4 separate regions of the Mus musculus genome follow, and regions 1, 2 and 4 are each linked to region 3. The links are chromatin contacts, called in public HiChIP or PLAC-seq and promoter capture Hi-C maps. All regions are on one chromosome and are shown on one strand. Each heading gives the region's core, a stretch centred on a gene start, on an enhancer-like site or on the middle of the called end of the contact. The rest is flanking DNA. Distances are from core to core; before and after follow the strand shown. Region 1 holds the start of Cyp2d26 (cytochrome P450, family 2, subfamily d, polypeptide 26). Region 2 holds the start of Rrp7a (ribosomal RNA processing 7 homolog A (S. cerevisiae)). Region 3 holds the start of Srebf2 (sterol regulatory element binding factor 2). Region 4 holds the start of Nfam1 (Nfat activating molecule with ITAM motif 1).

Region 1 (2,700 bases), core at 68-2,567, 650 kb after region 3:
CTGTGGTCAGTCTTAGCAGTCAGTGCCCAGCACTTTTCTAGCACATATTGGCACCTTGCATTCCTTAGGCTCCACCCTCCACCCCAGTGTTTTTCCCTTGCCTTGCCGGACCACATCATCTCCATTAGGTCTGTCTATCTTCTGCTCACCCCTCTCAAGCCCTACTCTCCCTGCCTTGCCCCCACTATAGAGCTTTGCCTTTTGATTTGTGCCCATAGCCTATGTGATTATAGATGGGCATTAGGGGGCGGTCAGAAGTGTCCTCTCCATAGGTCACCAGCAGTTCCCGCACTGCCTTCAGTCCGTTGACCACAACCACGGGCTTCCAGGCCATCTGTAGGCTGAACACATTGCCATAGCGGTTTTGAAGCTGAAATAGGACAGAGCACATAGGAAGTAGAGGTTTCCAGCAGAGTGGAAGATCAATACTCTTCATACAAGTCTCTGCTTCTCTCTCTCTCTCTCTCTCTCTCTCTCTCTCTCTCTCTCTCTCTCTCTCTGTGTGTGTGTGTGTGTGTGTGTGTGTGTGTGTGTGTGTGTGTCTGTGTCTGTGTCTGTGTCTGTGTCTGTGTCTGTGTCTGTGTCTGTGTCTGTGTCTGTGTCTGTACATACACATATATAGAACTTATTGAACCTTGTTCCTGACATATGCTGGGCAAATGCTCTATCACAGGCCTACATCCCTAGCCTATGGTTGGGGCACCTTGTTGCTTGGCAACCATATCTTCTCAATTTAACAAAGACCTCACAGCAAATATTATCATTCAGCTGTGACTCAGCCTGAACAAGATCCTTGGGTCCCTTCATACTCCACCATACAAGAAAAAATTCAGGTTCCTAAGATAGGCAGCGAGGCCTGAGACCACACAACAGGAAGAGACTATTACACACACACACACACACACACACACACACACACACACACTCCACTTTGTTTTCCCAACAACTCTTTTTTTCTCTTGGGGGCCATCTTCCTGTCTTTCCAGTGGCTTCAACACCTCCACGTGCTGCCTGGGTCACTCTGACTTCTTCTGTCCTCCACCACCACCTCTCTCACCTTGTAAAAGCTGTATGGTATGTTCTCGAAGTCCACCTGCAGCAGGTTTCCCAGCCCAGGGAATGGCACAGGGCCTGGTGGGTAGCAGGCAGTCCAGCGCTGGCGCCGGTGCACCAGGTCCACCAGAAGCAGGAAGATGGCTGTGAATATGACCACAGCCCATAAGTCATCTCCAACCAGCAGCCCCATGGCTGCCCTACTGCTTCCAGGCTTTTGAAGGAATACTCGTTCCAGAAACTTAGAATCAGGAAAGATCCTCTTATGATGGACTGGGAACCTGGTCCCTTATAAAGAGGGAGGAGGGGAAGGCTGCACTTTGTTCTCTGCCTTGAGCCAAGTAGCTGTGTTAATTAATGTTCAAACAGAGCCTATATGGGGGAAGGGGGTGTCAGAAAAATCAAGGGAAAGTCAACATCAGAGGTTCCTGCCCTTTCTTCTTTCCTGTGGTGCTTATCCAGGGGAGTGGCACTGATAGCTCCACAGAGAATTGCATAGTGGTTATATTGGGTTGGACACTGTAAGCACAGCGGGCACGTAGCCATGGACCCTGCCTCAGGGTGCAACGGTCATAGACTAATTTGCCACATGACCAGAGATCCGAGGGGACCGAAGACATTGTCTCAGAATGGAACAAGGCCTTTTGGAGGCTTCAGGGAACACTTGGCTAGTAGGATATGAGGTCTGACTGACACTATCAGTGGGCACTATCACTATGCAGCAATGGCCACTGAAGTGGCTTATGTGGCTAGCAGATGAGGGTGAGGGAGAGGCAGTGTAAGGAAGGAGGCTCCAGCCTGTGGAGCCTTGAGCACAGGTAGGAGGTCATTCAACTCTCAAGGAAGGCCAAATTCAAAACCTGGGGACTTCTTAGCTCTCACCCGAGAAAGCTGAAAGGCTGTCACCAACTGTCAATAGAATTCTGGGGAGGCCAGCTAGATGTCCATGTAGTTGTCACATGGGGACCACTATCTAATTTTATTCACTCTTGGCTTTTTGTTAGGTCAAGCCCTGTGCTAACAATCATCTTAAGAGGGATGGAGAGATGTCTTCCTCGTGTTACATGGGCGGTGTTTTTGAGATATTTGTGAATACTGCCAAACATGGGGGGATGGGGGGTAAGACCATCCTGGAGGCTCAAGGAGCACATTATTGTTAGGACACAAGTAACTTGCAGGTACTGCAAGACACAGCACCCGGCTATGACAGCAAGTGCCACTGTCTGGTTTTTGTGATGAGAGGCAGTGGGAAGAAGGGGGCTGCAGCTCCTGGAGTCTTGTGTTCAGCTTTGAGGTTACTTACTGGGTTGATTGGAGAGGCCAGACTCAGAACCTGGAAGCATCTTAGGTCAGATCTGAGAAAGCTGAGAAACTGTCAACAGTTGTTGAGAGTCCCAGAGGCCTGTAGGTTGGACCAAGTACTTATCACATGGTGGCCTCTGTCTCTTTTTCACCCTTGGTTTCTTGGTGGGTCAGTTGTTCCCCTGACAGTCTTCTACATGGATATAGGTAAAGCAGACCTTGTGCCAGAGGTCTGTGGGCTGGGTGGGGTAAAGGGTCCCTCCCCACACCCACACCCACACCCGTCTCGATGCATGTTCCTGCCTATTCCTTTTGGCCCTGCCCAGCTGAGTTATGGTACGGTAA
Region 2 (2,700 bases), core at 167-2,666, 980 kb after region 3:
TCTGAAACAGAACTACAAATGTCATGCTTTCTGTAAAAAATTAATAAGTATGTCTAGAAAGAACTGCAGTGATTACTGTTAGACTTGTCTTTTAAAAATGAAAAACTAACAGACAAACAAATAAAATAATGGTTGGAAGGATAATTTCCAAACCAGGTGTGACCACTCATAACTGTAATGAGTTGAGACGGGGAGGGTGGGGAAGTACAGCAAGTTCGAGGCCAGCCTGAGCCTCAGGAAGTTCTGAACAGCCCAGGGAGAGGGGGACCCTGCCTAGACGGCGGCAGGGAGAAAAAAAAAAAAACAAAACATATTTTTATTCTGAAACTCCCAGTCTTTCAACATCCTCCACTGAGGGTTTTGTAGGAATTTCCATCTGACCACCAGGATTCTGTAGGGCCCGTGGCAAGCCCCCATTCACAACCCACTGGTCTACCAGACTCTTACCTGTGTGCAGTACGGGGGCACATTAAGGATAAAAAGGGTTCGATCGGGAGGCCATGTGGACTGGGTGCCTTGGCGAACTCGGTGCTGTCTCATGTAGAGGTAATGAGGAGCCTGCTGCTTTGCCGAGAACTTGACTGGAACAGCTAACAGGGGAAACGAGCGCAGGAGAGTTTGGGGTACCCTGAAAGGAGGTCTGTGTCTATGCCACCCAAGTTCCAATTCACTATGTCTCTTTCTAGCTCCATCGGCCCGCCTGTTCATCCACCCATCCACGGGAAGCTGGAGGGAAATGTATTCGGATAATCACCGCAGGAGGCTGAGGGGGCGGGCACAGTGTTGCGTTCTCGGAGCATCCGCTGTCTGACATCATCAGCCCCCCCCCCCCCCCCCCATAGCATGGGCTGCTCTGCTTGGCACACCAACTCTCTTCCCTCCACCCATTCTTCGTTTAGGGCTAACTCCCCCCCCCCCACCCCTCCTGCCGACTTAGCCCCACCTTCCCAGTTAAGTCTACACCAGTGGGATGCGAATCTCGGGGCTGGGAGGGCGACAGCTGCGGAAGCGCTTGTTAAAGAACGAGACACGAGCAGAACAGCGGATAACTAGCTTCTGAGGACGACGAAGCTGCAACGCTGGGCCTAGGACGCCTGGCGCCGCCTGGAGGAACCGCGCCCGAGCCCAAGGCCTTTCGGAGGAACAGCCGCGGAATCAGCACCCAGAGTCGGGGCGGCGGGGTCCTGCACCCCGATACCTGACGAGTTGCCAGGGCCTCTGCCACCTGCAAGCCACCTTCCCGCAAAATGGTGGGTCCCTGGCCCTCAGCTGCTCACCTGAATACCCCGGTGGGCTCGGTATGCTCTCCTCGTGGCCGCCAGCCTTCCGTTTCTTCCTGCGAGACACCATCTTGGCCAACTGGGAGCGCAGAGACGGCTGGGAGTTCCGTGTTCCGGCGCCGCTGCGTTTCCACGACGACGGCGTCACGCGGGGCCCCGCCCTCTCAGCCCTAGGCCCGCCTCCCGGGATCTTGCCCGGCCCTAAGATTTAGCCTTCCCTGTCCTATTGGGAAGTAGAGGGAGGCTGGAGCAATAAATGGAAAGAGCACTGGCTGCTCTTCCAGAGGATAGGGGTTCGTTTCCGATCACTCAAAAATTATCTGGAACCCAGTTCCAGGACACGTGGTGCACAGGCACACTCAACACATAATTTTTGTTTGTTTTTCGAGACAGGGTTTCTCTGTGTAGTTCTGACTGTCCTCACTCTAGACCAGGCTGGCCTCGAACTCAGAAATCCGCCTGCCTCTACCTCCCAAGTGCTGGGATTAAAGGCGTGTGCCACCACTGCCCGACTATAATTTTTTTTTTTCTTTGAGACAGGGTTTCTTTGTATAGCCATGGCTGTCCTGGAACTTTCTCTGTAGACCAGGCTGGCCTCGAACTCAGAAATCTGCCTGCCTCTGCCTCCCGAGTGCTGGGATTAAAGGCGTGTGCCACCACTGCCTGGCTTATTTGAGATTTTTTTTTTAAAGATTTATTTATTATTTTACATAAGTACACTGTAGCTGTCTTCAGACATACCAGAAGAGGGTGACAGATCTCATTACGGATGGTTGTGAGCCACCATGTGGTTGCTGGGATTTGAACTCAGGACCTCTGGAAGAGCAGTCAGTGCTCTTACCCGCTGAGCCATCTCACCAGCCCCCGACTATAAATTTTTAAAAAATAAATAGCATTCCGTATAAATCGTGGTGCAACTGGGATTTTGTGCAGTGAGATGCCATGAACAGTCAGTCTCTTTAGTTGAGAGAGCAAGGGGCTGAGAGGCCTGGGGTTGAAACTGTAAACAAAGAGTACTTGCTGGCAAGCCTGACATCTTGAATTACATCCATGGAAGATGAGAATTGTTTTCAGCAAGTTATCCTTTGACCTCCACACCCACTCCATGGCTTATGCCTCATGGCATGAGCTCTCTCCCTCAAGAAAATACTGTGTGTGTGCTGAGACAGGATTTCACCATGTAGCCTGGGCTGACCTGAGGCTAGCTATGTAGACTAGGCTGGGTTCAGTTTCACATGAGATCTGTCTGCCTCTGTCTCCTCCAGTGCTGGGATTAAAGGTGGACACTGCCACACATCACCCATGCTTGGCAGATTTTTTAAATTTTTACAAACTGAAGTGAGCCCAAATAAACTTTATCCATCTGGGCATGGCTTTAATCCTGGCTGAAGCAGGAGGATACTTGTGTGTTCATTAGGGT
Region 3 (2,700 bases), core at 153-2,652:
CTAGAAACCCTGTCTCTTGCTCAGTTCTTTGCTATTTCTTGTCCCCCAGCAGAGGCGCCTCTCCCAGTAAATCTCTCCTGTGAGACTTGTTGTGATGTGACTTTGTGGGTATTCCCAGGCGCCTGATTGCCAGGATCTTTTTCCCTCTCAGAGCTGCAATACCTTCACTGGAGACCCTTTCCCCCTCAGAGCCTGCTGGAACACTTCATCCCAGAAGTTAAGAGCTGTTTGCTTGCCACGGAAATCAAATAAATGTGACAATGACAACTGTGGTCTTGTGCTGTTTTAAAGATGACAAACCAGGCTTATCAGCAAACAGTTGCTTAGCCAGCCCAGGAGCAGGAAGTGGCTTATTGGATATGCAGGTCTCCCCACAGAGCCTTCAGCTCTGACCCCCTAAGAACAACTGCCTCAGACTCACAAGAAGCTCTTCCTATGTATGCCATGAAAACCTTCTTCCTCTCAGTATACACTTAGGTCCTTTCTCAGATGTCCATTCCAGCATTTCTTTTTTTTAACGATGCCCTGATATTCTACTGTTTGGAGGTAATTTATGTACCTGATGCCTTACTGTGTTACTGTTTTCCCGTTAGAGAACTTTGTGATGAATGTCTTTGAATACATGTACTTAATAGCATTCCTCGGAACACTAATCTTTTTGTTTCTTCGGATAAGTTCTTGGAAGCGTGCACCTTTGTGTGCAGTGTGACCGACTACCTGTAAGATGATGCAGTGAGGTGACTGCAGGAGTGGGGCCTCACCTGGAGAGACCATTGAACAAATGACCTTGTCTGAAGGCCTTAGAATGATCGAGGTTTCCCAAAATTGAGGGCCAGTTGTAAAATGTTCACAATACTCAGGTGATCTCAAGACCCTGTTAAGTCTCGGATGGGATAAGTGTGACTTAGGGTCTGGATAGCCTATCCCAGAATGTTAGGGTACTATGATTCTACCCAGAGCTAGGGGGAGGGAAGAGGCAACTGGGGAGATGACGTAATGTGCTCCTAGAGTAAAGGGGGCGGTGGTAGAAGGTAGCGCCGGACAGCGGTGCGTTAACCCTTCTATTTCCGGGCTCTCGACAAAGTTGCTCCTGGAGCTGATCCAACGGAAAAGTAGCGGCTCCTTTAAGCCAGAAGAAGGCTGGGACGAGGACCCGGCGGCTACTCTCCGCTGGCGCTTGGATGCCGTGAGGGGCGGAGTCCCGCTATGCAAATCTGAGCTGCTGATCGATGACGCACCATCACCCCATGAGCCGCTTCGCGCGCCGATTGGCTAATGCAAGCCTGGTCCCATTGACAACAAACTTGGGGGTGCGGAGGCTCGGGGCGGGGCTGCAGTGGGCGCGGCCCGGGGCGGGGGAATTCTGCCCCGCCCCTTCCGTGGAGTCGGGGCGCAGCTCAAACATGGCGGCGGTTGGCACGGGGCGGTGAGGCGGTACCAGGTGGGGGCTGTCGGGTGTCATGGGCGGTGGCGGCGGTACCGCCTCCGCGTCTCCCTGAGCTGGACCTCACGGGGGACTCTGCGCCAAGCTGGGCGATGGATGAGAGCAGCGAGCTGGGCGTTCTGGAGACCATGGAGACCCTCACGGAGCTGGGCGATGAGCTGACTCTCGGGGACATCGACGGTGAGTGGCGGCGGCTGGGTGGGAGTGCGGGGGGCGCGCGGGGAGGAAGGGGTTACGGCGGCGCTCGCGGGTGCGCGTGCGCCCACCCCGCGATCGCCCCGGCGTGCGCGGGAAGGAACCCGCGGGGGCCGGGCTGCCCGGGAGGTTCCCAGTTCTTCTGGCTCCAGAGTCTGAGCCCGGGTCGTGACGCAGGGCTCCCGGTGGCTGAGGAGTCGTGGGCGCCGCGGGGCCCGAAGCGGGGCTGGGGGCGTCGCGAGTGCCGCCAGAGGAGAAAGCGAGGCGGCTGCCTCCCTCGCGCGCCCACACGCGCTCTGGTTTGTCCGGTCTTCGCCGGCGTCCCGCGTCGCACCTGTCACTCCCTGCCTGGCCACTGGAGCGGCTTCGGGATTTCCCGGACTGCGCTCCCGGGCTCGGCTCCCCCACGCCCCCGCTCTTTTCGGGATTGACTGACAGCCGGGTCTGCGGGCGCTCTGGAAAACTTTGGGCAACAGCTGCAAAAAGCAAGTTACTGATGGAGTGGACAGAGACCGCAGAGTGCGGCGGCCTTGGATGGAGACCCGGGCGCTCCTGCTGTCGCACTGCAAAGGGAGTTGAGCAGCAAGAATTTTGAGTTGTGGCCCCTCGGGTACAGACTAGGGAGCTGGTGGCCTTTGTTTCGGCGGCCTTAACAGCGAAGTGGAAGAACTGGTAGGAGCCCAGGGAACCTCTCTTAAAATTCTCTCACTTTTCAGCCACGGGAAGGAAGGTTTGGAGAGGGTCCCAGACTTGCCCGCGGTCATCATGCTGGTTAACAAAGCCCAGTTCTTTCTGTTTCTGAGCCACTATTAGTTTCTTTCCACTCCACCTTTAAGAAAAATAGGCTAGTAATTAAGTCATTCTCAGTAGTCAGGGCTCTTCTGAAGTTCTCAGTCCCAAATACTTTGCGTTAGTTCATTTATTCAATCCCGCTGAATTGGGTATCGCTCAGTTTTGCCGGAGGTGTCGTTTAAGGTCACTTACTTTAGAGAGTCCAGAACTCCTAGGCAGTGACTCAGTTTATGGAATGTTACTACACCTAGAATCTAGAACCTTGCAGG
Region 4 (2,797 bases), core at 276-2,775, 890 kb after region 3:
GACATGACATAATCCAGGGACAAAGAACCCCCAGTCACCTCATCAAAGTCAAAGTGGCACCGAGGAGAGGCGTTGGTGGACAAAGTGCTCACAGCATAAGTGTAAGGACCAGAGTTCGAAACCCTGGAATTCGAATAAAGCAGAGTAGCACGTGTCTCTGATCTTATTGTTCCTGCCACAAGACAGGAAGCAGAGACAGAATCCTTGGAAGCTTGCAGGCCAGCCAGCCTGGCATTCACAGCAGTGACAGACAGACAGACCAGACAGACGGATGGGCGGGTGGGTGGGCAGGCAGACAAACAGACAGGCAGGCAGGCTATTTCAAACAGGTAGAAGGCAAGGATGTTCACCCGAGGCTGGCCTCTGACCTTCGTAAACTCACCTCGGCACACACAGGCACACGCACACACACACATGATTTATAAAATAAATAAGTAAAGTCAAACAGAGAACAGTTAGTACTCAGCCTCCACAGTGGAGTGTCCCTGGGTCAGCAATGGACCAGCTGCTAGCCAGGCCAAGGCAAGAACACATAGTGCCTGACAGACATTACCCAGCACCACCAGGGAACACACCTGAGAGGGACACCCTTGGAGGTGCGCTGGCCTAGATAAATTGGCCTCTACCCCACAGCTTGCTTTGAATCCAGACCTCCCAGCTTCCAAGGGAGCCTGGAACTAGGATAGGACAGCAGTGTTGGCCCTGGGGAGATTCGCTGGTCATAAAATCCTTGGCCTCTGACTGCATTTTAGAAAGTGCTAAGTGTGACCCTTTCTAGTGTGGCCCCAGGATGCCGTGCTCTGACTGCCTTTCTCTGTATTCACCAACCACCACCAGCAGCACCCAGGGCAGCTCCACCACCTGGCAGATTCAACAGAACTCCTCTACCACAGTAGCCTTGTAAGAGCTGTCTTTTCCATGGACTCCACACCTGACCTCAAAAACACAGCACCCACCTTCCTTATTTAAGGACCAGGAGGCCTAAGCTATGCTGTCAGGAAAGCTGTTAACACTGGGGTGAAGACACAGCACCGTCCCCCCACAACCCCTTCAAATGCCACCTTGACGAGGCATTAGCTAAATATCTTCTCAGTCCCCGAAGGCTTCCCACATGAAGTCTACAATGTTCAAACGCAACCAGCAAATCCCCAGAGACAGGTCCCGGGAATTAGCTGTTCCCGCTGGATGAAAGTCACTCTGATGTATGCGAACAAGAGGACGTGAGAAGGAGACAGACTTGCCTGTTAGCTGCAGGGTCTGGGGCACCGGCAGCAAACAGAGGAAGCACCAGGCTGGGAGCCAGCTGGGTGGGTGCAGGCATCGCACTCGGGCCCCACGTCGCAGAAGCCAGCTCTCCATGGAATACCGTGCGCCAAGCTGGACACTTATCAAAGCCTGTTCCTCCTTCCGCTTCAGGTCACTGCAGACTAAGGCCCCTGCTGGCAGCTAGAGTTCCCTTTTGTGTCCCCATAAGTTCCTCCTCTGGACACCCTTCTGCTTCCTCAAGGCGGTTCCTCTCAGAAACCCTGACCTCCCTCTGAAATAGCGGAAGCAACCTTGGTGAGGGGTTCCAACAGATAAACAGCCTGGGGCTCCAACTCATCCAAGCCACACAGTGGGAAAAGAGCATGCGGTAGGAACCTTGGCTTTCCCGGGCTTCTGGGGCCTCCTTAGTCCCTCGCAGCAGAGGACCCTGTCCTGGAAGCTGGGTGGCCATGCTCCTTAGGTCTGAAACCCTAAAAATGACCATAATCCCACCTGCTCAGACATCCCTGCAAGGTCCCTGCCATCCCTTGAGAAGGTGTCCTGAAGGGGGGGTGGGGTGGGAGTGGGGGGAGCCTAGGGTGGGGGAAGAATAAGCAGAGGAGTGGCAGACTGGGAGGCTGAAGGGCCTTAAGCCACTTGTCCCAGCCTCCGGAGGGAATTTAACACATCCTGGAGTGAGAGACAGTAGCTGGTTCTTCGGAGGAACTCCTCTTGATCCACCTGAACTGATACGCCTCCTCCTCCTCCTCCTCCTCCTCCCACTCCTCCTCCTCCTCCTCCTCCTCCTCCCACTCCTCCTCCTAGGGTGGGGGGGGGGCTCCCTAACCCGACTTCACCCCATCCCCACCCAAGAGGAGACACAGGCCCCTGACTGCCTCCTTCCTTATCAGCTCTGCTCTCGAAGCCCCCATGGCGCTAGAGGTCTCAGTACTGGGACAGTGATGGCTTCCTATGAGGGGGGGAGGGGCCATCCTCTGCAGACTCTAGGGAGAACTCCTAAGGTCCTGGAGCCCCGTGTCTGTTTTGTGACCTGAAAGGTAGGGGCTGAGAGGACAAGGGGAGAAAAGCAGCAGGAAAGAAGTTGAGGGCCAGACCTGCTGAGTCTCGACTTTTCTCATTAGAGCCGTGAACCCAAGAGAGCCCTGAGTAGCCCCACCACACCAGTGAGAGACTTCAGCATGAAGAGGTGAAGCAGCTAGCTCATGATCCCGGCAGGTCTGTGGGGCATAAATGAGAAGGACAGATAGATTTTTACCTGGATTTTCTTTGCCACTTGTGCCAGTGTGGTGGAGGCTGGGCACGTGGCTGATGTTCCCCCCCTCCCCCACCCTTTCATATCACCATGGGGGCTTCTGTCAGTACCTTGCCTAAATCCCTTCCCCTTGGCCTCTGCACAGTTAACAGTGAAAGCTGCAGGGTGTTTGGGAGCAAGAACCCTGAGACTGGTGTGCAGAGGCAAGCAGCCATAGGCCACCCACCCGCAGAGGAAGATGTGTATGAACAGGAGAAGAGGCAGCGCGAAGGGGCGGGC

Evidence for each region. Promoter capture Hi-C pulls out the DNA fragments that hold promoters and counts their contacts. HiChIP or PLAC-seq counts read pairs in DNA pulled down with a chosen protein or histone mark.
Region 1: a FOXA1 HiChIP or PLAC-seq map of pancreatic cancer cells shows a contact between it and region 3. The contact joins the promoter of Cyp2d26 here to the promoter of Srebf2 in region 3. A contact is called at or near these places in 2 of 39 promoter capture datasets (embryonic stem cells and stem cell-derived epiblast-like cells) and 1 of 115 datasets of contacts at active chromatin or transcription factors (pancreatic cancer cells).
Region 2: a contact with region 3 is called in a promoter capture Hi-C map of embryonic stem cells, with 4 times the contacts expected there. The contact joins the promoter of Rrp7a here to the promoter of Srebf2 in region 3. A contact is called at or near these places in 2 of 39 promoter capture datasets (embryonic stem cells and liver), 1 of 484 Hi-C or Micro-C datasets (B cells), 5 of 115 datasets of contacts at active chromatin or transcription factors (embryonic stem cells, epiblast stem cells, extraembryonic endoderm stem cells and 2 more) and 2 of 9 other capture datasets (embryonic stem cells and liver).
Region 4: a contact with region 3 is called in an H3K27ac HiChIP or PLAC-seq map of embryonic stem cells, with 4 times the contacts expected there. The contact joins the promoter of Nfam1 here to the promoter of Srebf2 in region 3. A contact is called at or near these places in 6 of 115 datasets of contacts at active chromatin or transcription factors (double positive thymocytes, embryonic stem cells and large pre-B cells) and 1 of 9 other capture datasets (embryonic stem cells).

The regions. Positions count from the first base shown.
Region 1 is chr15:82,792,928-82,795,627 of GRCm38.p6, forward strand. Cyp2d26 (cytochrome P450, family 2, subfamily d, polypeptide 26) reads right to left here and starts at 1,318. Exons shown (of 9, transcript NM_029562.2): 1 at 1,058-1,318; 2 at 199-370. The coding sequence starts at 1,246.
Region 2 is chr15:83,121,385-83,124,084 of GRCm38.p6, forward strand. Rrp7a (ribosomal RNA processing 7 homolog A (S. cerevisiae)) reads right to left here and starts at 1,417. Exons shown (of 7, transcript NM_029101.4): 1 at 1,278-1,417; 2 at 448-590. The coding sequence starts at 1,350.
Region 3 is chr15:82,145,867-82,148,566 of GRCm38.p6, forward strand. It overlaps Srebf2 (sterol regulatory element binding factor 2), which reads left to right and starts at 1,403. Exons shown (of 19, transcript NM_033218.1): 1 at 1,403-1,624. The coding sequence starts at 1,537.
Region 4 is chr15:83,031,872-83,034,668 of GRCm38.p6, forward strand. Nfam1 (Nfat activating molecule with ITAM motif 1) reads right to left here and starts at 1,526. Exons shown (of 6, transcript NM_001271411.1): 1 at 1,242-1,526. The coding sequence starts at 1,359. It overlaps Gm32620 (a long non-coding RNA gene), which reads left to right and starts at 1,445. Exons shown (of 3, transcript XR_384275.3): 1 at 1,445-1,633; 2 at 2,388-2,481.